2 separate regions of the Bicyclus anynana genome follow, and region 1 is linked to region 2. A link is a contact called in public Hi-C data. All regions are on one chromosome and are shown on one strand. The core of a region is the stretch at or near the end of the contact, and the rest is flanking DNA. Distances in the headings are between cores, read along the strand shown. Region 1 holds the start of LOC112047541 (mitochondrial import inner membrane translocase subunit TIM44). Region 2 overlaps LOC112047547 (eukaryotic translation initiation factor 5).

What was found. A called contact is a pair of places that touch in the nucleus more often than the background predicts.
Region 1: a contact with region 2 is called in a Hi-C map of whole body, with 1.8 times the contacts expected there. The contact joins the promoter of LOC112047541 here to the enhancer-like site in region 2. A contact is called at or near these places in 2 of 2 Hi-C or Micro-C datasets (whole body and whole larva).

What each region holds. Positions count from the first base shown.
Region 1 is chr16:946,429-951,235 of ilBicAnyn1.1, reverse strand. LOC112047541 (mitochondrial import inner membrane translocase subunit TIM44) reads right to left here and starts at 3,087. Exons shown (of 7, transcript XM_024084678.2): 1 at 2,911-3,087; 2 at 2,725-2,820; 3 at 2,202-2,505; 4 at 1,681-1,787; 5 at 415-504. The coding sequence starts at 2,913. It overlaps LOC112047547 (eukaryotic translation initiation factor 5), which reads left to right and starts at 4,545. Exons shown (of 13, transcript XM_052885977.1): 1 at 4,545-4,728.
Region 2 is chr16:909,417-914,473 of ilBicAnyn1.1, reverse strand. It overlaps LOC112047547 (eukaryotic translation initiation factor 5), which reads left to right. Exons shown (of 13, transcript XM_052885977.1): 11 at 298-505; 12 at 1,504-1,683; 13 at 2,131-5,057. The coding sequence ends at 2,250. It overlaps LOC112047548 (ninjurin-A), which reads right to left. Exons shown (of 7, transcript XM_052885979.1): 7 at 4,935-5,057. Among protein-coding and RNA genes, the nearest start is that of LOC112047548, 22 kb to the right of the region's middle. Within about 2 kb of position 2,108, at least 7 of the 8 cell types and tissues checked have open chromatin away from gene starts, as enhancers often do.

The DNA.
Region 1 (4,807 bases), core at 1,838-4,337, 36 kb before region 2:
GTTTTTTAAGTGCCTCCGCTATTTTAGCCCAGGATCCGTTTATCGTTTTTACAATTGATTACTATCAAGTTAATATTCTGTGAGTAACTTTTTTATTTACGAAAATTCTGGATTCTGGTAGGTAACTTACCAGGTAATAAAAATTTTGCAGCGTCGGAACGAGATAATGTACCACGCAATTTGTAGCGCACTGTGGTTGTTAAGTTGTATAACTATTAATTAGACAACAGTAAAAAAACAGCTGGTTAGTAACAATTTTTAATACCCTCGCTATTGATACAAGTTGGGAGGAGGGGAATTTACCCAAAAGTTTACTTATGCCCTGATTTATAAAGAGATAGTGAATGCAGTTTCTATATCTAGTCGATCGCGTAAAAGTAAACTTGAAGTTATGAAGAATTTAAATTTAGATACCTCAACACGTTTCCGCAAGGCCACGGGCGATGTGTAGACGCGCCCCTCCAGCCCGCGGGGGGAGATCTCCTTCTTTACTACTTCTGTGGCCTGCAGTTAACAAAATATAGCATTTAAAGAAACAGATATCCTAACATTCCATGGAAACGCCGCGCGGGTGCCCGGTCCATCGCGTGGTCGAGAAAAACTAGGTAAGGACTTCAAAAAAAAGGTCATCATGCGAGTACTACACAAATAATGCAAATCATCATCATCATTAACAATTCATATTGGGCTCACTGTTGAGCAAGAGTCTCCTCTCACAATGAGAGGAGTTAGCCTAATAGTCCACCACGCTGTCCCATTGGAGATTGGAGGACTTAAGATAGAGAATTAAGACAGTTATCAGGTGCAGTTTTCCTTGGGATTTTCTTTTAAATGTGAATACAATTAATGAAATCAAATTAAATTATTTCAACTTGGGTTCTATACATAGCACTATTAAAAAGTCAGTTCTTCAATTCTCAGAAGTGGTGGTAGCGACTCAATTCAACAAAATGACTATGATGACATCATTTTGTTGAAATAACCATGTCATCATTATCAACCCATAATCGGTTCACTACTGAGCTCGAGTCTCCTCTCAGAATGAGATATGTTAAATGTTGTAAAAACCAAAAAAGCACTGTCATTTGATGTAGGGGCTCATATTTATAGTTGTACACAGAGATATATAATTACTGTAATAAGAAGAGCCAGCAAGAAACTTAGCAGATGAATGTACTAATCCTGCCTACTGCATTCAAAGCCATGGGTTCAGTTAGTCTGATAAATTCGTTGACGACACTCCCATGATGTGGGCGATGGAGGGAAAGACTGGGTGTGAAATAGTATGTGTTCGGAAGTGTGGTGCATCAGTCGTGGGTTTTCCATTTATCACTACACACCCCGGCCCACGCGGACAATGGGGAGTGTTACGAACGAAGTTGCCAAGCTATACCACAATTGGAAAATATTCATGTGATGTATAAGGTAGTTTTAGCTATTAACCCAAAGGTTTCTTACCCACTGCAAGCTCCAGTTCTCATTATTACATTATTTAATTATAGCCTAACACAATTATATAGTCATATGTACTTATCATAATGTGAATAAAATAAGTAAAATAAAATTCACAAGTTTATAACTCAAAACCAACTGTGGTTTATAATGTGCACTATGGTTAGGCTTAATTTCAATATGTTATGTACAGTAATAAATAAAATTTAAGTTAAAATATGACATTACTTGTGAAATGGTTTTGAAGGCTGAGGTCTGGCCAAGTTTAGAACTTTTGTCTGCAAAACTTTCTGCTGCATCTTTGGCTGTTTTTGAAATGTCTTCAGTTAATTTTCCTGTAATCAGAAGTTACACCTAACATACAATATTGAACCAGTCAATAATATTATACTTTGTCTGTCAATCGCCTGCCAGCTTGGTTGTGGTGCTATTGGTTGACATTTGTCTATTTATCTTCCCAAAATACATTGTTTGGTCACCTCGGTTACGTTAACTTCTGTGTATTCAGCTAATAAATTAAGAACATGAATCAAAATAAATATATACCACATTGTCATACCATTCTTATTTTCCTTTATTAGGTAATATCATAAATAAGTATGACAAATCAACAAGGAAATTGAAAATACATTACTTTAAGTGTCAGTTAATAGTTTAAAGGAATAACATATTGATTTCAAGAATTTTCTTATTGATCACCTTGGTTGAAATTATTCTTATTTATATTGAGCGTTCTGAACATAAATTACCTGCTTTTTTCGCAATTTCTGATTTGCTCGCCTCCTCCAGGACATGGCCTACTTTACCCTTAATGCCTTCTAGAGTTTCCTTTAAAACTTCTGATCCTTTAGATGCTTCTGACTCAACAGCGTGGAACTTTCTCCGAGCCGCCTGCAAAGCCTCTGAATTCTCAAGTTTCTCAGCTTCTTCTCTAAACTTCTTTATATTTTCCTTCATGTCTTTGTTCTTTGCCATCTCATCTTTTATATTCTCTATGATGGATGAGAAGAATCCCTTCCGCGCTGAGTACTGACGACATTCTAGTACTGTTGACTAGAAGAAAGTTTTGGTCAGTGAAAATATTCAATCATAATATTATATAAAAAAATGGAAAACTTTAAGAGTATGAACTGATGATTTACTAAATGGAATTAAGTATTTATTACCGAGTACTGAAAGGTAAATAGATCGGTAATCCACAAAATATTGCTGTGGAAAACGGAAAGCAACATTAACTTTGCCAAATGAATGAGTTGCAGTAATATCAGTTACCTGATCAGGTTTGATAGTAAGCACTGGAGTTTTTACATTTATCGTCACTGCACACTTCCAGCGACTTGGATTATTAATTAACTGTCGACATGCATGCTGAAACCCACAAATTAATAGTTATGTACAATTAAGTAAATTTACTCTAACATAACCTAACCCTAAATCAGAACACTGAATGTTATTCACCATATTTATTTGAACTCCCAAAATCTGTGATATACGTCACTTGAATTTTATTTTATTACACCGACGTAATTGTAAATTGTATTAAATATAGTTTATTTAACCCGAAAAATCGGTTTTACTTTTTATTTTATGTCACCTACAAATCATTGCCCATTTTTTCTAAAGAACTGCCACAGATGACAGAGAGGAGAGAATAAAATTATTATGAATTGACAGAATTATGACAATTGACAGATATGGATTACATAATTTTGCATCTATTTCCAAGATCTAAAAAACCACGGACGTCAAAAGCATCGCACTCTCAGACCAATTACAAAAGGAACTGACTCGCTAGACGAAAAATCAATCATCTGCGTTCTATAGTTCACGCGCTGTAGTGTGGTGCAAGTGACAGTTGCCTGTATGTCGTTCAGAATACGTACTATTATCGTTGAAGAGTCATGATAGCCCAGTGGATATGACCTCTGCCTCCGATTCCGGAGGGTATGGGTTCGAATCCGGTTCAGGCTTGGTCCAGGGCATGCACCTCCAACATTTCAGTTGTGTGCGTTTTAAGAAATTAGAAGGAAAAACATCGTGAGGAAACCTGCACACCAGAGAACTTCTTAATTCTCTGCGTGTGTGAAGTCTGCCAATCCGCATTGGGCCAGCGTGGTGGACTATTGGCCTAACTCCTTTCATTCTGAGAGGAGACTCGAGCACAGCAATGAGCCGTATATGGGTTGATAACGACGACTATTTATCGTGAATCGCGTCAAAATTTCAAGAGTGAAACGAACTGTATCCGCACCAAATTACAGCAACTTTAAAAAGTTTATATAAACTGTTTTTATAAAATCAATATTTTCTAAAAAATTGTTTCCTAAAAAAATGGTTTGTGTAGTTAAATAGTGTAAAAACGGTGAAAACTTCTAGTTTACTAAAAGATGAAGTTTAATCTGTAAGTATTAAATATATTAAAAGTGTTTGTAAAATCTGGATAGTTGAGCGGATAAAAAAAAATATCTAAAACGAATCGATTCTTTAGCCGGAACAGCAAAACATCTATCAAGTAATTGAATATTCTGTGTAGCGGTGGGATGAAAATGAAAAGATGATGTATTTCCTAAAATTATATTAGTGTCTGTAAAATGCGTTAAAAATTTTTAAACATGGACAGAGGGGTAACGTGTAGTCCCGATCTAATTCGTCAGAGTCGAGTACAGATGAATATTTTAATTTTCTACTACTCCGCCAAGATTCCTATCCATAGATACTCTTAGATAATAATTATCTATGTTGTCAAAGATCATATCCAAAGGCATTAAATCGGGCGTCAATTGGAGTTGTGTGGTAGCAGTTTATAAAATAACAGATTGTAGATGACACCTATCATTTTACATAGACCATAAATTACACTATTCATAGACTAATTTCATCTACTTCCTGTTATTTTTCCGAATCACTATAATCAAATTTGAAATTATTATTTTATTTTAAACGATACAAAGACTCACAGTAAATTTATTGTTTTTGATTAGCGTTTAAAACATTAGAAATGCAATATTTCCTTAGCCAAAATTCGTCATTCCTAAAACATGTAATGTTCGTTGTTTCGCTTTCGAATTTAAAAAAACCTTCGTTTCCGGTGTGAAGGCAGTTCTAGAAAAGTAAAAACAAGAAAGTGCATTGTGTTGTGTTGTTCATTTATTTTCTGTCGTATTTTTTAGCGAATTATAGTATTCATTTTATGTTATTTCTGATTAATTATTATCATTGATTAGTTAAAGAATTCAGGCTGATTAAATAGTGTGACTACGCATCGTCAGGAGGAAGGTACTCGTCAACTATATCGAATATCTTCTGTCCAACCAATCCATATTTACATATATAGGTGCATAGCTAGTAGAGTCAA
Region 2 (5,057 bases), core at 859-3,358:
AGCTGACAACAATCAGAAGTTGAGCGAGGCGAAGTTTTTACGAAGCATAGCGAAGTTTGTGTCTACACTGTCGTTATTCAATAAATTTTGATAAACTTCATGAGTTGTGCATTGAACGAAAATCATGTAAAACATCCATAATACAGTTTCAATTAAACTTGTCAAATTGCATATGTATTTTCTTTTACGTCTCCACTACCTACAGGCGGAGTTCAACCTTATTGCAGTCATAAAGGGCTAATAATAAGACTGGCAAAAATCCAACAGCAATATAATGCTTACTGTAATGTATTACAGGCTGGAGGTAAAGTCGCGCGCGCTGCTGGTGGCGTTCGAGGTGCTGGTGGGTGGCAACACGCTGGCGGCGGACGTGAAGAAGCACCGCGCGCTGCTGCTGCGGCTCGCCCGCGCCGACCCCAAGGCGCCGCGGGCGGCACTGCACGCGCTCACCGCGCTCGCCGCCACCAACGCGGCGCTGCTGCCCAAGGTGCCCGCCGCGCTCAAGGTAAACCACTTTACTCACGTCTCACGACACGATAGATAGATAGATATGTTCTTTATTGCACATAAAAAAGACAAAAATATAAAACAATATTCGCGATCTCCTCCAGACAACCCGCAATGTAAGAATCAAGTAATAGAAAACGGATATTGCTATTGTTCGCGCAAAGCTAACGCTTCCCATCTCACTCCTACATACGTTTTGTGCGCGCGCACCGCGACAATTCGTCAGTTCGCTTAAGAGTTACCAAAAACATTTAAAACTGTGATGGTGAAAAGTTAAAAGAAGATACGAAGCAGTTTACAGTAAGTCCTATCCAATCTATCTCCTTTCCTAGCAAAGCCAAACGCGAACAGCTATAATAAATAAACTACATATATTTTACATACTAATAATACATACATACAATAGTAAGACATACATAAATTATATATAAATATATATGTACATACACCTACATACGAAGAATAATAGGAACATACATATTCATAATATAGATAGGTACTAACTTTTTAGACGATCTTTGAAGACATTTAATGATGTTTATCTAGGGCCATCTCCTATCAGAGGATTAATAATGAATTACTCACTTGACACTTTACTCGTTTGGTTATATTCATTACCACACAGGTAAACCATGCTACGATGATTTTTTTTAATTTTTAAAAAGTGTCATGGCATTTTCTATAATTCAGGCTTTCTTTGACTTCCACGCCGAGACTAAATCTAAGAGGCCACGTCCAACGCCAATTACTTATTCATTATTTACCAATTCAAGTTTTGTTATTTCTTTTATTTATGTAAGTATTTTTTGTTATTTTTTTTTCACTCCATGTAAGCAAATTAGCAATTGTAGCACTCGTGCTGTCTATTGTGTTATTTGGCTTCGCCTCATTGCACAAGAATCACTCGTGCTACAATGGCCGTCATTACATGACAGTAGATAACTGTTTATTCTATATTATAAAATAAATAAATTTTAAGAATGAACAAATGTTCAGTTGCTGTACGACCTGGACATCGTGGAGGAGAAGACGATCCTGGAGTGGGCCGCCAAGCCGTCGCGCAAGTTCGCGTCCAAGGAGGTGGTGGCGGACGTGGTGCGGCGCGCGCAGCCCTTCATCGACTGGCTGCAGCAGGCCGACGAGGAGGACTCGGACGACAGCGAGGAGGACATCGAGGTGAGTGACGTCACGCGCACGTCATCGTAGCAGCCCTTCATCGACTGGCTGCAGCAGGCCGACGAGGAGGACTCGGACGACAGCGAGGAGGACATCGAGGTGAGTGACGTCACGCGCACGTCATCGTAGCAGCCCTTCATCGACTGGCTGCAGCAGGCCGACGAGGAGGACTCGGACGACAGCGAGGAGGACATCGAGGTGAGTGACGTCACGCGCACGTCATCGTAGCAGCCCTTCATCTACTGGCTGCAGCAGGCCGACGAGGAGGACTCGGACGACAGCGAGGAGGACATCGAGGTGAGTGACGTCACGCGCACGTCATCGTATCAGCCCTTCATCGGAACTAAACAAATAAAACTACCGTTATATTGGACCGTCGGCTAGTTTACTATAAGGAATGACCCCGACGTGATACTCCTCTACAATACCCGTACTGTTCGTCCCCAGATCGAGTACGACGACCGCGCCAAGGTGACTCCTATCAAGGCGGTGGCGACGCCTGCGCCGGCGCCGCGCCCGCAGCCCGAGGACGACGGGGAGATCGACGTCGACATCGATGCCATATAGACGCGCCCATGTACCCCCACCCCTACCCCTACCGCACCTCCCCCCAGTAGTTCCACACGCACGACATTTGTCAACGTATGCTATTGATACCGTCAGTGATTTTTTTTAATTCATATAAAAGGATCACTTTAAAATAGATATCTATACTTGGATATAGATTGGGATGATTTGATCGCCTTCTGATGACTGTCGGATAGTTACTTCACAAATTTTGTCTTTGTCATTATAATAGAGAAAAAAGATTTGTATTTTCTTTATGTAAATAATTTAAATTTCGCTTTTCATATATTAGCATATTTACATTTGAAACTGTTGGCTTAAAATATTATAATTAAATTATAAAAAAGGAAATTAATGTTAACTTTGAATCAAACACTGCATATTGAAAGAAATATAACACATTTTGCAGTCTATCGAAAGTCACATTACAGAACTTAAGATAAACCTTATAAATAAACCAATAAAATCCAATGTTCTTGATCGCTTATCCAATCAAGCTTTAGACAAAAAGAACAGTTTATTTACAAGCCTTGCCCTGATATTTAAAATGTTGATGAAATCAAAAATGATACAATGCAAACGTATGAAACGGGTGAAACCGCGTACAGTCTACTAGTTTGATATAAAGTAAACTAACTTGCGATTAGACTATCCGAGACTTATCAGAATGTGTACACTGCCCCTTAATATTATGTGTTAATTATTGATTAACAAATAATATTAAGGGGCAATTCGTAATTAATAATTACACATAAATAGTTAGAACTAAAAATAAAACTCTTTATTATAATAAAGTTTTTTATTTTTGAATACTGGCGATGTCAATGCATACGCAAAATGTTATAAACTTTAAATAAACAATTTTCCTCCCCTCCTAGTTCAATGGAACATGTTACCAATAAGCTTAGCGTAGAAGTCGACGTGCGCTGCATTTTTACTGTAAACATTACCTAATAGTAGTCGTTCTACTTGTAAGTAAAATTAGAAACATTTTAAATCTCAAAAACTAACGAACGTAGGACAGAGAAACAGCTTCTGGTAAAAAAAGAACATTTGTCTTGAAATACGTTGATTTATACATTTAATTAAATCTCTGGTAACAAGAAATTGTTACTAAATTATTTTAAAGTACAAGGGCTATAAAATAGACTGGAAAGTTGATTCCAGATCCAATTTTTGCTATTACTAAAACTAGTAATAGCAAAAATCTATCTCCAAATATTGTACAAACAAACGTACAAAATTTGGAGATAGCTTTGCAAAAACGTTTGTATTATATAATATGGTGAAAACCGTTGTATGTAAATGATGAAAAACAATTATTATATTAGTTTGTTTAATTACTTTTACTAAAGAAGCTGATTCTCTACAATTTTGGGACAATTTAATCTAGATATTTTAAAACTTTCAATAGTGTATTATGCATTTTTATTAAGGGTGTGTTCAGACGGCAAAAAATTGACGTGCGGTTAAACTTGCAGAGCATCCATGTTAAGTTTGTGTTACACCAGCATCGTGTTTAACACTGAAGTCATTTCTGAGTGATTTCAGCCATATTGCAGCATCTATATCTATATATAGATATACTGGAATGTCACATGTTTGTCTACAAATAACTACATATTTAAAACCATCGTTTAAGTAATACTTAGTGTTATTTTAAAGCTTGTCAAATCAAATAATTAAGTTGTTGAAATTGAACTATTAAGTAACAAAAACTAAAATATACTTTTGTATTTAAAAAAAAAAGATTATTATTTGTAACTATACTCAGAGGCACAAATATCCGCCCACTTTAACATGACGTGAGTATATTAAAGTGGGCGGATAGTTGTGCCTCTGAGTATACAATGAGCGAAAACGTGCGGCTACAACAATTGCCGTCTGAACATGACGATTACAAGCGGCGCTATATTTTAGCGGATGTTTTATAAAATTGCCGTGCAAATTGATTCTTAATACGATAAGATATTTATAGATGTATCATAGCCGTGTACCCGTATAGTAGTCTGTAGCGATGTATCGATAAATGTGCTTTGGAAACTGGCGGACACTCGTTTATTGTTACTTTCATTATTACAATAAAGAATATACCTAATAAATAATGGAAAAATATGCATTGGAACCTTGTATGTATTTTTAAACAATAAAACATAAAATATGGTTTATTTACACGGATTATTAATGTTATTAAGATGCCAACCTTGGTACCTTTTCTTTTATACAGAAAAACCATAAATGAAAAACTAAATTACTCAAGATTGTAATTATTTGATACAAGAGACATGATGTTGTGGTAATAAATGAAATATTGATTTTATAATATAAAGTAACAATTCATGATGTGTTTCGCTTATAAGGCCAGGGTGAACTAAAAATCACCCTTTTCTCTATCCCCCGTTATATGTTCCTAAAAATTGCATAGTTTTTTTTTTATTTTGAATACAATTTTATTGTTTTGGGATGTAGTTTTATACTGGAATAACATCGAGGTTGGTCACGTGATCTCTATTCGAATGAATCAATACTTGAGTCACAAAATGTGTGTGACTGTATTTATTATCTATAAATAACACAAAATATAGCTGATTACGTATAGTAATAATTGAAAAAAAAAATATGTATATTAATTTAGTTTATAGTTTAATTTTTAAATTGGCAACAATTACGCACGAAGTTGATTAAAAGTTTTTTTTTTTTTTACCTTTTAAATATATTCTTTATTCAAATATATTATTTTTTATATTGTGAAACTGATTATACATTTTCCTGCATTTGTAAAATCAATTGGTCTATAGCTCAAAAAG